Regions from separate parts of the Acanthopagrus latus genome. Here region 1 is linked to region 2. Evidence: chromatin contacts called from public Hi-C data. All regions are on one chromosome and are shown on one strand. Each heading gives the region's core, a stretch centred on a gene start, on an enhancer-like site or on the middle of the called end of the contact. The rest is flanking DNA. Distances are from core to core; before and after follow the strand shown.

Region 1 (3,117 bases), core at 208-2,707, 130 kb before region 2:
GCCGCTGCCACAGAGGTCTGATTATTTTCTTTCCTTTTTCTGAATACATAATGTATTGACTACTCTCAGGATAGCAGGACCATTGCACCCAGTATAACAAAATGTGTTTCTGAACAACATTACAGACCCTAGCTTTAACTTTGAGCTAGTTTGGAGGAAAGTCAGAGATATGGACCCATTTCAAACAAGTCGTGGGCAGTGACAACATGTGTGTCAATCTGTACAACTTTTGCATTCATTTAGCAGCTTATAACTGACAAGAGGCACCACTGCTTAGAGTTTAGTTTCCCATTGTCCCTGTTAAAAGTGTGAAGCACATTGTAGAAATAAAGAATGAATATGAACTATCTGCACCACTTTGTATTCCATTGTACAATATTCTTCTGTATCGCATGGTATCGCATAGTGTTAAACCAAATTGTACTGTATCGCACTGTATCACAGTAGGTGGGAGAATCGTATAATTTCGTATCAGTGTTGTTTCATACGAATCTTTAATCTATCGTATTTGGCAGTGTATCAAGATGCGTATCGCATCGCCTCAGTGTTGAAGATGCACATCCCCACTGCAGAGAGCATCATTAGTCTTAGATGTTATATTGTAGTACCTATAAAAGTCCAGCAGAGGGCGAATTGAGACCGTTTAAGTGGCCAAGGTTCATGTTTTGCCTGCAGTGGCAGCAGAAGGCTGAACGCAGGTAGGCAGTGAGTTGCACATGTGAAATGCTGCAAGTGGTTCAGTAAAAGACCTTTGAAAGGCCGTTCCCGTGTGAACAGTGGATAATTTATGAAGTTGCAATGTCACATATTGTGTGATCACCGGTGTATGATAGTAGAAGCTAGACTAAAGTGACAGAAGATCAGAAACTTAAGAGAATCAAGGTAAGCTAAATTCAGTGTCTTATTTCAGCAAGCTTGAATCTTAATTTGGATTGTGGAGAATTTTAATGCTTGCATTTGTTTCTTACTTTTTTTGTATAAATAAACTATACATCCTGGATGAATAATGAAGTGTGCCAGGGGAGGTTCTTAGTATAAGAGCTGGAATGTACAGTAATATTACAACAAATAATAAAAATAAACAATATAATAAAAAGGTAAGAAATAGAATAGACTCGTATGTGTAATCATAATATAGTACACACAACTTGGTGTGTAAATGTGGCAGAATAGAATTTAAGATGTAGCTTTACGTGATTTTATTTATTTTTTATTTTCTTTCTATTTATGACATGTTTGACAAAAACAAAACACAAGCGCAGCATCTCCTTGTATGTGGAGTACAGTGAGGCAGACGACTGCGCTCTGAACAGCCGCACTACAGAGTGACGTGTTCAGCGGCCAGCAGCAGTACTGCAGGGTTCACACGAGGACATGTCCCCCGCTCAACGGTCATGGTGTCAGATACCGGAGGTGAGACGGCCAATTAAATTTCCCAGAGGGCAGCTCGCCCCCCCCATTACACGCGCGCGCGTTGCGCCTGGCAAGTAGAGAAGAAGTGCAGGTACAGTGAGCTGTATCAGTATCAGCAGTATCATTAAGCTGCTTTCTTGTGTCGGCCTGTCCTCCAGTCCTTCCGACTTCAGCACCACTGCACCGTCGCTATGTCTCTACCCACCGTGTCCCGGTTGTTTAGGAGCGCGCTGAGGACTCCGCTGGTCTCTGTGGCTAATGTGGCGTCCAAACCTGCCAAAAACAATATCAGTGCAGGGGTGAGTTCATGTTCTGTTTACTGAACCAACGTGACCGTAGCGGGTGCTTTTAGTCCTCAGGGGAAAGACATATTCCCCGCTGCAGGCCATGAACCGATCGCCAGCTTATCAAGTGTTAATTGTTCCGCGTCTCGATGTGTCACCATATGACAGATCATAGTCCTGAGCAGGTCTGCCTTATTCTGCCTGCGTCAAACCTTACATTTTCTTGCCTGTGTCGTCCTGCCTTAAAACATTATCCATCTATTAGGACTGTTGAATACGCTGATTTTCTGTGTCACATCATAACTTATCATACGAATGTTTTGTTTTTGTTTTGTTTTTTTTAACACTTTCGTCAAGTGCGTCAGTCTTTCGCCATGATTCCGCTCAATGCCAACACGTACACATCCAGCCAGCTCTGACATAAACAAGAAACTGTAGGCTTTATCTCGAAATGTTGTCATGGTAGTCCAATATATTTATGATGCTGTGTTGTTAATTTGTTGTATTTGTAGAAGTTTCGTATTAAAGAGTTAACAGTGTTTAATACCGTGTCGTCACTGTGTCTACACACGCTGCCTGTAGAGCAGATGTCAAGCGACTGACCTTGATAAGAACTGTCCGACATGGCTGGCTTGAAACGATTTTAAAATGAAAGATTACAAGTTATGGTAATGTTAACATAATTTTGCTCATTGTGACACATATCATTCACAGGGACAGATTAATCACAATATTATCCAGTCAGTATCAATAAATGGTTGGTTACCTTTTATATGTGTGGCTTATTGCCCCACTTAGAGAGGGCATCTATCCACTTTATCCAGCTTTAAAGGTGCAATATGTAAGAACTGGCCACCAGTTGAAGCAGATTTTTTTCTGTCAAGTCTTTACAATATGCCACCATTGGAATCATTATCAGCTAAAAGACAGGTTTTTAGACAACATTTTTTGTGGAGCCAATATCCATTATTTGCAAGTGACGTGTTTAACTTCTTAACATCTATAAACATATACACACATTATTGTGTGCCACATTGTGATAACGACATTCCGTTGCACTGGTATCTGATTAGTATTTGGTATTGAGTATGAGTTCAGGTATCTTAATAGGAAAGGGAAAAAATGGTATCCGGACATCTCTGCTGTTGACTGTAGCTACAGTTTGGTAGTTCAGTTACTGATATTAACACAACTACCATGGCAATTTTGGACCTCCTAGCCAAGGCTGGCAGAAACAATCAAAACCAAACAGTTTGCTGGCCTACACTATAGGAGGTTACTTCCTGTGATATGATAGCTAATTATAAGTATAGCTCATTCAATAATAACAAGTCTCATAAAAGGTACTTAATTGTCAATTTGTAACTCTGTTTAATACTTCATTTAATAACTACAACCAAAATTACCATAACTTTTTTCT
Region 2 (2,986 bases), core at 152-2,651:
TATAGATATATATAGATAGATAGATAGATAGATAGATAGATAGATAGAGAGACATATAGACATATACACACACAAACACACAAATATATATCTATATATCTATATCACACACACATATACTTAGTGCCTGACTGAGTGTCCCAGTACACAGAGCCACTGCCACGAGACCCGCACATATATGGTCTAGATACTGACTGGCAACTGTCAAGTTAAATGAATTTGATTGTTCACTACGTACCAAACCTTCGTATTCTACACATTCAAACATCGTTTTCTTTAAGGTAACTTAACAGAGCAGCTTTGGCTTAAGCACACACAATTCTACAGCTCCTTGTAGGTGCTAATTTCGAACCAGCCCCGTAGAAGACACATCTTTATCTCAGATTGCAGTCATACATGATCATTAACTAGTGACAATATTTTATATAACTATCCGCGAATCGCAACCACAGTCAACGTTTCTGAAAACATGATAGCGACGTAATAACGTTCTACAGCTGGTTAAATCGGACAACGTCAGGAAAGGTATTAGCGTTAGTTTAGGCTAAAAATGGGTTGAACAGACATACAACCAAGACCTGAAAATCCACGCCATCACCTGATCCGTGTAGGGTAACAGTGACTAATGTTCATTTAAACGTTTGAAGCAACGTCGGACCATTTACACACCAGGGCCCAAAACAGTCTACCACTATTGCAACAGAAACACACCGGCTCAGTGAACCTGGCTAACGTCACTAGCTATCGTTGGCTATTGTTAGCTAAACTGGCCACCTAAAATCAGTCTTAAACCAACTAAGCTAGCATTGGGGGACCTGCATACATAAGCGGATATTAGTGGGCTGAGAAGTTGGCCACCTATATTTCACTATGGCCTCACGGTCCCTAATTTCACTGATATGACATGTTAATATTGCCACTGTCCTAGCTAGCTAGAGGTACACCAAGAGCGTCTGACAGTATAGTGTTAAGATGGCCAAGTAAGCTTCTTGCTAGGCAGCTAACGTTAGCCTGCTATCTGAAGACTGCTGGCTAATCGTCTCTGCAGCACCAAGTGCATGGGCTGACAAGTGTACCTACCGATAGACAACGGTAAACGGCGAGTCTCCAGCATGTAGCTTATCTTGCCATTAGTCCAAGGCCTTAATACAACGAACAGATAGGTGCTAACAAATTCCAGTGAGGAAAATAAAGCGTTTAAAACTGATTCTGACAGGCGCGAAAAGGGAGATCATCAGAGGGCACTTTTCAAGATGGCGGCTTCGTCAACTTCAGCGACCCCTTCCCCCACTACAGCTACAGCGTTTGTCACTCGAACTGTCACAGTAAAACTATTGGTTGTTATGCCATCGCTCAAACCACTCCTCGAGGTTTTATTGGCTACGGTGCATGCCACTGCACAACGTCATTTGATTGAAGTCAAATATTCTGTGGCCCGGACAACGGGGTTTATACTGTTATATTAACGGTGTATATTTAGTAATAGTAATGTGGTAATGGAATAATATTATTACATGTATTGAATTGTATTTCGATTCCTAAAAAACAATATTTGAATGAAAATTCGTTGATTTAAACAATAACCCCGCTCGACTGTTTTCTTTGCCCTATAAATCGAACATACTCTCCAAGTCTGAACACACCCTTTGCTCGTCGAGAAACGCCCCGTTTACAGAAGGGAGCTGATAATGACAGCAGAAGTGCTGTATTTCGAAATCACTCTCACTTCAGTGTGGAAAGCTGAAACCAAACCAACACTCAAGACGATACTAAATTGCCTCTTATTACAGAAAATTGTTATTTAGAAATATAACTGAAAAAGGTTACTGATGTAAAATTGTAAAATGCTGATTTTTTTTTAAGATGATTTCCATGGCATTGTGGTTTATTATTTACCGCAGTTCATTTCATTTTCAAAACTTGGTATAAACATTGCCACTGCCATCTTGAAGATATCTGACAAAGGACTTACCAATCCGCCACTAGGTGGGGCTCTGGTGCCAGTTTAAATTTATATTTGGCCCTGTGCCCACACCATAACAAATGAAATTCAAAGGGGTGGTATAGAATGGCCCTTGTAACTCACAAGCCAAAAATGACCACCAGGTGGCGCTATTTTCAATGCGAAAGAGTTTTTGGCCCATTACTCCCACATAATACATGGCACATTGTTAAACCTTATATCTACATGTTCCTTCAATTCAGTGGAATTGTGTGATGTAGGCCACGCCCACTTTTGCAGTAACTTTACATTCGCATTCGCATTGGCAATTTGAGCAATTTGCACCAAACTTTGCATGAAGTATCTGTGGACCCTCCTGCAAAAAACTTGTCAAAAGAATTTTGATAGACCAAAAGATGCCCAAAATATAAAACAACAAATTCCTGCACGTTGTGTTCAAAACAGTCTTTTGTATTTTACCCAAATACATTGCGATTGCCACAACACTTTTGCCAGTTGTATTTCATGGCCTGATGAGCGTTTGTACAAAATTTGGTGCAAATCGGCCAATAGGTGGTGCTCTGATCGCAGTCTAATTAGTGTGAATGGAAAGTAAATGGGAAAATCTTCAAATCCTCTTCAAAACTCATTGGCTTTCAACCTCTTCTTGTACCTTATAGGTTGAGCTACAGACACCATTCCACCTTTAACAGAGTCAGAATACCTTGAACTATCTGGCACGTATTCAGTATTTAAAAATCTTTCACTCTTTTCAAATCATCACAGTTTTAGATTTGAGGATTCAGCTCGTCTTCTCATTTTATAATGTATAATAATGTGTATTGCGTGAGCTAGAGTGCATGACATCATCGCTACAGTGTAGCTGGAAGAACTGGAGAAAAAATTCTCTTCACCTTGATTTGGATCACATCTTTTACTTCACATAGACAATATACATAGAAATGTAGGAAATCTTGTTGGCTTTCAGCTGATGGTAGTTTCAGATGTAGGAATTGCAATTTTAGATGTTGAAGCCCCAGAGCA

Evidence for each region. A called contact is a pair of places that touch in the nucleus more often than the background predicts.
Region 1: a contact with region 2 is called in a Hi-C map of muscle, with 5 times the contacts expected there. The contact joins the promoter of LOC119025111 here to the promoter of ppp6r3 in region 2. A contact is called at or near these places in 2 of 4 Hi-C or Micro-C datasets (liver and muscle).

The regions. Positions count from the first base shown.
Region 1 is chr8:30,954,414-30,957,530 of fAcaLat1.1, reverse strand. LOC119025111 (cytochrome c oxidase subunit 8B, mitochondrial) reads left to right here and starts at 1,457. Exons shown (of 2, transcript XM_037108469.1): 1 at 1,457-1,712. The coding sequence starts at 1,605.
Region 2 is chr8:30,825,150-30,828,135 of fAcaLat1.1, reverse strand. ppp6r3 (serine/threonine-protein phosphatase 6 regulatory subunit 3) reads right to left here and starts at 1,401. Exons shown (of 25, transcript XM_037108329.1): 1 at 1,081-1,401.